Regions from separate parts of the Danio rerio genome. Here region 2 is linked to region 1. A link is a contact called in public Hi-C data. All regions are on one chromosome and are shown on one strand. The core of a region is the stretch at or near the end of the contact, and the rest is flanking DNA. Distances in the headings are between cores, read along the strand shown.

Region 1 (5,643 bases), core at 1,548-4,047:
CAACTTTTTTCACCCATTAAGCACAATACGTTTCATTTTAAGAAAGATTTAAAGTATTATGAAACAGTAAATATGTCAGGCTAAACAATTCAAATAAATCATTGACTTCTGCTGTCGGCATTATTTTCAAAAACACGGATTTCTTTACAGCTTAAAAAAGGCATCTTTGGAGAGCTTTCTTTTCTTTGGATATAAAGTACACTACACTGCTCAGTTTTGATGTGGATGGTCTTTTTCTGCAACTGCCCAAAAAAACTAAATAAAATAGTTGTAAAAAACTTATTATAGGAACAGTATAACAGAAAATTTTAATGGTTTCAAAATTGTGACTTTTCCAAACTGCGTTAAACATAATATAAGACTATCATATAATATATATAATGATTTAAAAAATAATAAATATTTTACAGGAATTTCAGAGGGAGTTAACTTGCACAAAGACTTCAAAAATCTTTCCCATCTGTACCCTAATGTCAGTTAAAGCGGTTACAAAATATCTGCAGAAGCAATCTTGTCAGTTAAAAATGCACTGACAGCTAATAAGGCTCCTTTGACTTCCATTCCAGTCTTGTGTAGGTGGAAACTCACTTCCTTAGAAATCTCTATCATTCATTGCTGAAAATCTCAAAGGTTAATACAAGCTATATAACATGATACTAATATGACGTGTGGCATTCACTACCATCAAAATGTTTGGGTCAAAAGTCTCCAATACTTACAAATCAAACAGCTTTCTAAATTAATATATTTATTCCTGTGATGCCGTCGCTGAACTTTTACTCTCAATACTTTATTCCTACATGTCACATCATCCTTTATATGAGAAATTATACACTTGGTATGATATATGCTTTTATGCAAGAAACATATTTCTTTCTTTTAATGTAGACATAACTGGATTATACACGATGTAGGTGATTATACAAGAAGTCTATCTTCAGTACAAAAAAGGCCTTCACTGACACTGACTACAATATCATTTTTAAGTCATAAAAGTTTAAAAAACTCAATACACTTCAGGGGTTTCCAATGAGTGTCCTATAAAGGGTCAAACTTTGTTCATCGGTCATTCATAAAGAATAAGTCAACCACTAATGGAACTTCTAGAGCTATAAAAAAGCAGGCAAAACAAAGTTTATACACTTTAAAAAAAAAGTATGTAATTTTAATGGTTAGAAAAATGTAATCACGCTACAATAAAAATCCATAACCTACTTAGCAAGTTTCCCTAATATATACGGTGAATAATGCTAAATTGACTTGACACTTCACTTTTGATGCCTTTTTGTTATTACTGTGGCTCCTTTTTCCTCATCAGTAATGTACATTAAAGTTTTGTTACATCTAATGTTTACAAAGACTATTTACTGCATTACTTTAATTGTATGTATGTTACCCTGATGGTGTTAAGTATTTGTGTGAACGACCATGAGCAGCTTCTCAAAGTAGTTTGTGATTCACCTTGGTTCATCATAAGCATATGCAGATGTTTGTACTTCAAAACCCAGTTGTATAATAATATAAATGTATGAAATACAGTAGTTCACCATAAAGTTTATGGTTTCTACAGTATTTTTAACAATAAAGTTTTGGCAACCACAGCTGACATTTTTTTACAGTGTATGGCTGCTGAAGATACACTGAGGTCTTATGAACCAAAGTTATTAGTTTGTGCAAGAAACTGTACATCAATTACAAGATTATTACCTTATATCCACAGCCTCATCAAATGGACCTGAGCATGTTCATAACAACTTGTAGGATTGTATGACTCTTGCCAAATTGCCAGCAGCCATTGATTTGCCTTTGATGAATCACCAAATGACCACAGATGAAATGTTTTAATGTTCTACTAAAAAAAAAGTCACCTACACTTTGAGCAAATATAAATTTGAGTGAACTATACCTTTAATAAAAGCTTTAAAGTTTTAAATTTAAAGTGTTTTTTATTAAATTACTTATTTAAAGGGCACCTATGAAGAAAATCAACTTTTGTAAGCTTCATGGACAGAACTGTGTGTAGGTATAGTCAACATATATATGTCCACAATCATTTTGGGGTGACATAAACACAATAAGTGTGTGTGTTTTTTTTTTTACATTTCCTGACGTAAAATAGGATTCAAATCCCCCCCCATTTTGAGGCCCACCACAATGAGACCAATGAGCCCAACAGCCGCATATTAACATGTCTCCATGTGGACTGAAATCAGGTTTATTTTGTATATGAACATAACGGACATCCATACAGTGTGACTCATTGTTGCAAAAAGGCTTGAATTAGTTCCACAACAAATACCTGCTGGGAAAGTTTTTACTGTAGTTAGAAAAATCTACCTAGTTTGTCACTGTGCTGTTTATCTATGCGAGACGCAGCAGGTGAAGGCTACATACTAAAGAGCAATACCGAGATATCACTATTACTCGTGGTAATGATGGGCAGAGAGAACCAGCTTATTTGCATTAAAGGCACAGGCAACAAAAACAGCTACTGCTCTAACAGATCAAATTTCCCATATTCAGAAAGGTATAATACATAATCTGATGGGTGTTTTGAACTAAAACTTTAAAGACACATTCTGGAGACAAATGACTTAAATTAAATCTTAAAAAGGAGTAAAATAGTTGCCCTTTAAATCTAACTGACTCTAAACTTGCATATACAGTATTTAGTTTTAGTAAACTGATGCATTACCTGCTCTGAGCAGTCATCTGGTCTTGGAAGTCTCTTTCCCTCCTCCAGGACTTTGACCAATCGGGTGACAGTCATTTGTCCATGTGTTGGACCAATCAACTTAAGGAACACCTGTGGGGGTGGAGCAAAATTAGGTCACTGGGCTGCTTTGCTATTAAGCTCAGAGGAATTAAACATCCATTCACGTCTCGTCTAGCAAGCTACCTTTAACCCTTTAATACATTGTGTGGGTGAAGAAACATCACATTGTGCACAGTATTGAATCTGACAAATGGCTCTGTACAAACATTTTCTCCACAAGCAGCACACAAGGGGAAAAAGGGAGGATTGCTGTGTAGACGTCTACCGCAGCCTTTGGGTAAGACATCTGCCACTGTGGGCACAGACTGGCACCATCTGCCATGTTCTCAGAGACTCACCAGCACCTCCTTAACAACGGCTTCTTTCAGCCTACAGAACTGACGCTGGCTTTCTAAAAAGCGCTCATTTCTGCATCACAACAAATCTTTATTACCCTCCTGCTGCTTATAATCAAAGGCTGAATTAGAAATGCAATCAGAAGTAAAATAGTTGCATAAGGAAAAATTTACATAAAGCATTTGCATAAAAATAATTGCACTAGTCTATCCTAAATGCAGCCTTGCTATTTTGTGGCATCATTGATATTTGTTGCATCGTTTTACATATTTCTTTTAAAATGTACATTTTTTTTTTCATTTGAATAATTTTTTTATGATTTTTATTGTGCTTTTTGTTTTTCTTTTTCATTCACAATCATAACAGTGGCTTTTACAGTGGCTTGTTTTATGGGTGGGCATAATTTAGATTTCAAATGTCTAATATGTTTTATTTATTTATTATTTTGTAATAAAAACAGTACTATAAACTCAAGTTGACTACTGATTAATAACTCAGATCAGTGGTTCTCCACTGATTTGGCCATGAACTCACATTTTCCTCTTGTCATTAACCTGTGACCAATTTTTGTTCTTTTTCTTTTTATAAATGACTCACTTTTCTTTATTTACACATAAATTAAAAGATCAATAGTAATATGTAGGCCTACAAGCAATCTGCACGTGCAGAAATCCACAGATTTTTTAGGCCATCATTGAGTCTATTTATTTACTTGTGTAAATGTGAGTACATTTATATTTATTCAGTTTTTAAATTAATTTCAGTATTAACCAATATGAAAGTATTTATTTGATTTATTTACAATATAGTTTGTAAAGTATTATTTTCTGTGTTTTAGTATATATACTACAAAAGACACTTGCTTTATTTACCAAATAAGTGGATCTAATTGGATTTGCATTGTAAACATCAAATAAAAGTTAAAAAGTTTTTTTTTTTATTATATTAAGTTTTTAGTTACGATACACCCAAAATAATTTACAAAATGCTCAGCAGAAATAGCAGAAAATGTCCGCAGATTCTGTCTGGCCCTAGTAATATGATAATAGTGCACTAGCAATCCCAAACTAGTTTCTTTTTATAAAATCAAATTTAAGAAAATGTTACCGTTTACATGTTATACCATGATTAAAAAAATAGGCTTCATGATGAGGTTGTAAACTGGTTAATTCTTTTGCTTTTTATTCATTATGAAGTGATGAACAGAGTGCGCCACCAGATTTGTGCATGCAACTGAAGAAAAGCAGGTCAGGTTTTTTTCAAGTTTTTACTTTTATTATGTACAGTAAGAGTCATTGTATTTCATAACAAATAACAAAAATGTTTTACACTTAATTTTACAGTGTAACAAGTCATTTAATTACTGAGTAAAACTAATTAAGGTAAGGGTTTGATTGTGGGAGTTTAGGATTAGTTGTATGTAATTATGCAGAACTAATTTTCATTACTATAGTATGTACATGAAATATGTGTAACAAGAACACCTTAAAATAATATATTACCAAAAAAGTTACATCAATTTACCAAACAAATGTGCCTGTGTTCATTTTATTGGTAACACTTTAGTTTTAAACAGTATAATTATGTTTTTACCTGGTAAGTCTACAATCTCACACTATTATATCAGATTTTTGATGGTACATACAAAACTTCATCATGTTTTCTGTGGAATAGACTCTGTAAAATGTTTTTTGATTGGTTATTAATAATCACATCAATAAAAATTAAAATGTTTGACTTTCCTCATTTCGTCCATTGAAAACGAGCTACACACTTGTGACTGACACATCCCATCTAAACTGGCCTTTAGGAGAATTTGTTTCTCTCACGCGCATGAATCACATTCGACTTAAATGTCAACAGCTTTCACACACTTCTTTCAAAATTTCAATCATGCATCCCAAAACACCCTGACCCACTTAAATTGAGAAATGATGATGTAAATGTTGAATTATAAATACTACATTTAAGTAATACTATAAATACTAAACACAATACTAACCATTTATTTTCCTAGAGCCCGCATTCAATTAAATAACTAAATTAAGAAACAATCTATAAAGACTTTCCAGACTGTGCTTGAACTGCTTTTTCTGAATTAAAATGAAAGAATAGATTTTAAACTTGTGATGGCCACAACGTGCTGTGCACAAGACCACAGGAAGTCCCATTTTTCATTTTAGGTTTTAAAATGGTATTAATGTGCGAAATACATCTACATAGAGTGTTCTTTTAGAAATTGTAATTGAGACAGAGCTAGAAACATCTGACTGTCAACTCACCGACATGGGGCTACATGAAGCATCACAGTACGTGAGGAGCTCATACATGGTCACTCCAAAAGACCAGACATCAGATGCCCTGTAGAACTTGCAGTGGATCAAACATTCTGGAGCATACCTAAGAAAATGAAAAAAAGAGGGAGAAAATCATTACAAAGTGGATTTCCCACATTATTCAATCATGGATGATGGTACATGACATCACCAATAGATCTGGCCCATATTAGATTTTCATATAATGTACTTGGT
Region 2 (5,578 bases), core at 1,713-4,212, 190 kb before region 1:
CTAAGTGTAAACATTAGATTGGTTTTAATGTTTAGCCATATAATACTGGCAATTAATCTGAAAAGCAAGGTTATTGAGCTCATTGAATTGTTTTGCTTGACTTTAGGAGCCTCTAGTGGCCAATGATATTCTCAACCACCCCAATTTTGTGAAGAAAAACCTGTGTAACAGTTTCAGCGATCGCACTGTGCAGCGTTTCTACAAGTTCAACACAAGCATCGTGGTGAGTGTAATTTTCACCCCAAGTATTTCATATCTGGAACCTGTATAGTCTGAATAAAGTGACAGTCCTGTTGTTTATTACTTGAGATTAATCAGCTACATATTTTTAATTCGATTCATTTCTAAAGCACGTTTAAAAAAAACACAAGGTGACTCAGACGAACGTACTGCACAATGACGCCCACTAAGGGCAGTTACATGCAACTTCAATACTACTGCAACTTCGTAATCAATACGTTTTGAGCATTCATTTGAAACACTCCAAAAATAGGATCAGATGTTAAGAGGAAGGCTGGACCCAGAGTCGAGAACTGCTACCGAGAAGACACGTATTACTGGTGTTAGGGTGACACCTAGTGTACGTTGTGATAATGGCAGGCAGGGTTGCCAGGTTTCAGAAACATTACCAGCCCACTGCAAAACTCTAGCAATAGGATTGAAATATAGCCGAATACCAATCTGCCAAAAATGTGCAATCTAAATAGCCTAAAATTGTCTAAAACTAACTGTAACAGTTAACTCCAGACAATTTTAGGCTATTTAGATTGCACTTTTTTTTACAATACAAAGTTTTAAAAAATTCATAATTATCATAAAATGTCATAATCATTGTGAATTTGTTGTTTATGTAAATGTAAATAATATAGACATTATATACAGATAATTTAACAGCCTTGGTACAGTACAAAGAGTACAGTATGTAGCAGTATAATCACCATATAACAATAAATGTCACAATAGCATATGTACTAATGCATAAAGAATATTCAGTTAGTTCTCATTTAAATAATCGATCATTTACAGAGTGAAAGACTTTTCTCTATTTTAAAGGGTGATCTGACAAACCTTGTGCATGGCAGTCACTGCTCAAAGTACCGGCTTACTCGTATCCCAGGAACGAATGCGTTTGCTGGTATTGTGAATGAGACGTGTGATGCGCTGGCCTTCTGTGCTTGCAGTACTGTGGACCGTCTCTGCCTCAACTGCCACAGGTAATGTTTCACTTTTGCACAACTTGAATTCATTTCAGTTTTTATAAATTTTGAGCCATTAATGATTTACACAACTGTTCAAAATGTTTGGGTTTGTAAAATAAGTCTTCTCTGTTTACTTAGCTGCATTTATTTGATCAAAAATATTCTGAAATATTACATTTAAAATGATTGTTTTGCTTTTTTTATATAAAATGTACATTTATTTCTGTGGTGGTGAAATTTAAGTTTAGCCATCACCTTTTAATACTCATAAACGTTAAGCACAAACATTTTAAATAAAAATTTGAAATGAAATATGCTATGAAAGTTTTTAGGATCACTTTTATTGAAATGTTATGTTAATTTAAAGGTAATCATTTCATTAAAATTACTAAACTTTTTTTCTCACTACTGCTAAAACTACTAAAATTTTTATTCAAATTTATTTGTATTTTTGTGATTTTGTGAATCAAGGCTTTACAATGAAAATGCTTGATGATTTCAATAAAAATAAAAGAACCAGTTAAATTTACAAGTATTCTAGATACCCTTCATACAAAAAAGATAAGTCTAAAATATGTGTGTTTTTTATTATTAAAAACATTTAAAAAGCAGCTGTGGACTAAGATTTTCATATGATCAGGAATAAATAAACAGTACACATTTTTTAAAATGATAGATTTAATATTTGTCAACGTTTTGAAACGTAGTGGTGGCTTTAAAGGTACTGTATGTAAATTTTTGAATCATAAAAATACCATAATATTTTTGCATATTTAAGAGACATGCTTAGTGAACATTCTTGATTATCTGAAAAACAATGCTAGATATTAAGATATTCTGCTTTGAAAATGTCCTTTACGTGCCGTAATGGCTGTCTTTGTTTTGGTTATTTTGACCCGCCCAATGCCAGTTTAGCCAATCATATTTCAGCACCCCAGGTTGCTTTCATGGCAAACTGCATATTTCATTTACTCAGTCAGGAAGACTCTCAAAGTATGCATCCGTGACCGAAATGCAACCTCTGGTAAACAGCCCGAAATGAAATGCAGAGTTCCACATGAGGTGGTTATTAATTACCAACTATTATAAATATTGCAAACAGAATCATTAGGTGAGCAGGTTACATTGTAACCCATGCCCTTACAATATGCCTCCGTGACAAGATTTGGCCTGATAAGCAATTGAGCTGTTTGCACCAGACGAAACCCCAAAGAAATTTAGATACAGCAATTCAGAAGCGCAGAATAACGATAATGCACTGCACTCTAACAGAAAGGTTGGCAATCTAATTAATACATATTAAATCTCTTCAAAATTATTAAATGTACATGCTGTATGATTCAGTCACAGTTCTAAAGTTACATCTCAAACTGTTTAATTTATTTTTAAGATCTGAGGTGAACTATCTGCTGCTGCTTTTAGTAGTTTGGCAGTAAAAATGGAATGAACTTAAAACTCATTTTTAAAACTTAAAAAGCATTTAACATGGAATAAAGCACATGAGGTGTTCCTCATGTTGTTGTTCATCATCTTGTTTACCTGTACGAAATAGAAGCCGTTTCTAAAATAGAAATTTCAGGTGTTGGATAGGACAAAAACTTTGTTTTGGTTGGAAAATATTTCTTCTAACGCATTCATGTGCTTTTGGATAGAAAATGGTTCAAATGAGCCTTAAATTAGTCTTTAGGTACGATAGTCTGGGACAATTTGGCAACCTTCGCTTGCGTGGACTGGTCAGAGGAGGAGTCGAGTAAAAATGTATTTTGATCCAGGAGTGCAGAACCTAGTTCAACCACTGGGTGTCATACAAACTTACATACTGCACCTTTAAAGCAAAAACACGTGAACTAAAAGCCACAAAATCCAAACTTCAAATTAAGTGAGTCTATAAGTGACGTTATATAATTGTCAAGTTGATGGATTCAAGAATAAACAGACTTTTCACTCACACTTTCCTTTCTATATGCATCAGACACTTTCATGTAAACACTCCATGTTACAAAGACACTATAAGATAAAAAAAAAAAACAGATATTACCATTTTGAAAATGCACAACATATTGTATAGCTTCAGGTTAATTTTGGTTAATTATTTGTCAGCTGTACTGTCCACCATACTCACACCTTAACTTTTTTATTTTGATTCTAATGTAATGAAGTGAATCTTTTGTAAAGCTGCTTTAGAGCAATGTTTATTGTGCTAAAAGTACAATAAACTTTAATTGATATTAATTTAATTTTCTCAATTAAATCCTCAGAATGGAGCAGAATGAATGTGAGTGCCCCTGTGAATGCCCTCTAGAGGTGAACGAGTGTACTGGCAACCTCACCAACGCTGAGAACAGGTAAACCTCTGTTCTACATAATTCATACAAGAACGTGTCAAAGTAACCATTAAGCCTATTTTAAAACATATTGCACACAATGTCAGGATGCAAAGGTTGCCCTTTAAGTGCTTCGAGAACGGCTGCAGCGATACATGATACAAATATTAATCACCGGAGCACATGTCCAGATTCTCATCAGCATTCACTGGAATGAATCACACTTAGTCACACGCGCACACACTTCTGCCTGTCACTTCATCAAGTTCTTGTTTGTCACAATGAATAGCTATCCAGCCACCTGTGTCCTCAATTAGCCGTACAGCTCCGAATTATTCCTCAGCAGACATTTAGACACTTTCAGGTTTGTCGCATTATTCCCAGCTGAGGGATCGCAAGGCATTTACCTTTCTGTCACTCCACCATCTGCTCATTTTTAGTGAGGAACTGTACACTTGAATATTAATAAACGCATGCTTTACTACAGAGCTGTCTTGTATGCATTTTCCAATATTCAATAATACAATATATTGCAATAATGAGCATGCATTGTGTTCTTATGCATTTAATATTTAAACTATTAGAGTGACTTTTAAAGGGATAGTTCACACAAAATTCAAATTGTCATCGTTTACTCACGGTCCGATTTTGAATTTTTGAATTTATTTGTTCTGTTGAACAAAGTTAGATCATTGTAAGAATGTTGGAAAGCAGCAGGCATTAACTTCTATAGTATTTTTTTTTTCTTACTCTGGATGTGGTTTTTGGTTTCCAACATTTTGCAGAATTTCTGGTTTTGTGTTCAACAAAAGAAAGAAATTCATAAACATTTCAAAACCCTTGAGTGTGCGGAAATGGTGAGGACATGTTTGGGTGATCTATCACTTTAAGAATATTTAGACTGTTGTGTTTGCAGTGGTGTTCTTAATATGCCATTAATTTTCAGGCATAAACATTTTCATATTAGTCTTAAATACGACATGCTTGATATATTATTTCAAACCCGTTCTTTATAGGCTTGTTGTTTGTTAAAGCTATACAACGAGGTTCCTTTTATTAGCATTGCTTAAGCTTAACTGACAATGGCAATTTTTTGTAATGCATTTATTAATCTTCGGCTATAAACATTCCTAGTTAATGTTTATTAGCTTGAAAAAGAGATTATGGTTTATTTTTAATAAAGCTAATAACTAATACATTTTAGTTGTATTTTTTAAACTAGCAAATGTAGCTATTTCTCACTATTAATGTTAGTCAAAGGCACATTTCACCACCAAAACTTTTTACTCACCATCAAGTTCCAAACCTTTATAAGTTTCTTTATTCTGTTGAACAAAAAAGAAGATATTAAGAAAAAAAAAAAAACAAAGCTGCAAACCTGTAACCATTGACTTCCATGGTGGGGAAAAGCAAAAACAAAATACACTCACCGGCCACTTTATTAGGTACAACTGCTCGTTAACGCAAATTTCTAATCAGCCTATCACATGGCAGTAACTCAATGCATTTAGGCATGTAGACATGGTCAAGACGATCTGCTGCAGTACAAACAGAACATCAGAATGGGGAAGAAAGGTGATTTAAGTGACTTTAACATGGCATGGTTGTTGGTGCCAGACCGGCTGGTCTGAGTATTTCATAAACTGCTGATCTACTGGAATTTTCACACACGATCATCTGTAGGGTTTACAGAGAATGGAAAAGAGAAAATATCCAGTAAGCGGCAGTTCTGTGGGCGGAAATGCCTTGTTGATACTAGATGTCAGAGGAAAATGGCCAGACTGGTTCCAGCTGATAGAAAGGCAGCAGTAACTCAAATAACCACACGTTACAATTGAGGTATGCAGAAGAGCATCTCTGAACACACAACACATCCAACAATGAGGCAGATGGGCCACAGCAGCAGAAGATCACACTGGTTGCCACTCCTGTCAGCTAAGAACAGGAAACTGAGGCTACAGTTCGCACAGGCTCACCAACATCGGATAATATAAGATTGGAAAATCATTATCTGGTCTGATGAGTCTTGATTGCTACTGCAACATTCATTATCAA

The links. Hi-C and Micro-C count contacts between places; a contact is called where the count stands out from the background.
Region 2: a contact with region 1 is called in a Hi-C map of an unstated tissue, with 3 times the contacts expected there. The contact joins two enhancer-like sites. A contact is called at or near these places in 4 of 18 Hi-C or Micro-C datasets (caudal fin, embryo and an unstated tissue) and 1 of 4 datasets of contacts at active chromatin or transcription factors (caudal fin).

The regions. Positions count from the first base shown.
Region 1 is chr6:33,935,370-33,941,012 of GRCz12tu, reverse strand. It overlaps jak1 (Janus kinase 1), which reads right to left. Exons shown (of 24, transcript NM_131073.1): 22 at 5,395-5,512; 23 at 2,696-2,806. Among named protein-coding and RNA genes, the nearest start is that of jak1, 54 kb to the right of the region's middle. Within about 2 kb of position 2,797, at least 5 of the 62 cell types and tissues checked have an H3K27ac peak or open chromatin away from gene starts, as enhancers often do.
Region 2 is chr6:34,128,770-34,134,347 of GRCz12tu, reverse strand. It overlaps cachd1 (cache domain containing 1), which reads left to right. Exons shown (of 27, transcript XM_073954291.1): 19 at 107-223; 20 at 1,054-1,214; 21 at 3,458-3,544. Among named protein-coding and RNA genes, the nearest start is that of raver2, 39 kb to the right of the region's middle. Within about 2 kb of position 2,962, at least 10 of the 62 cell types and tissues checked have an H3K27ac peak or open chromatin away from gene starts, as enhancers often do.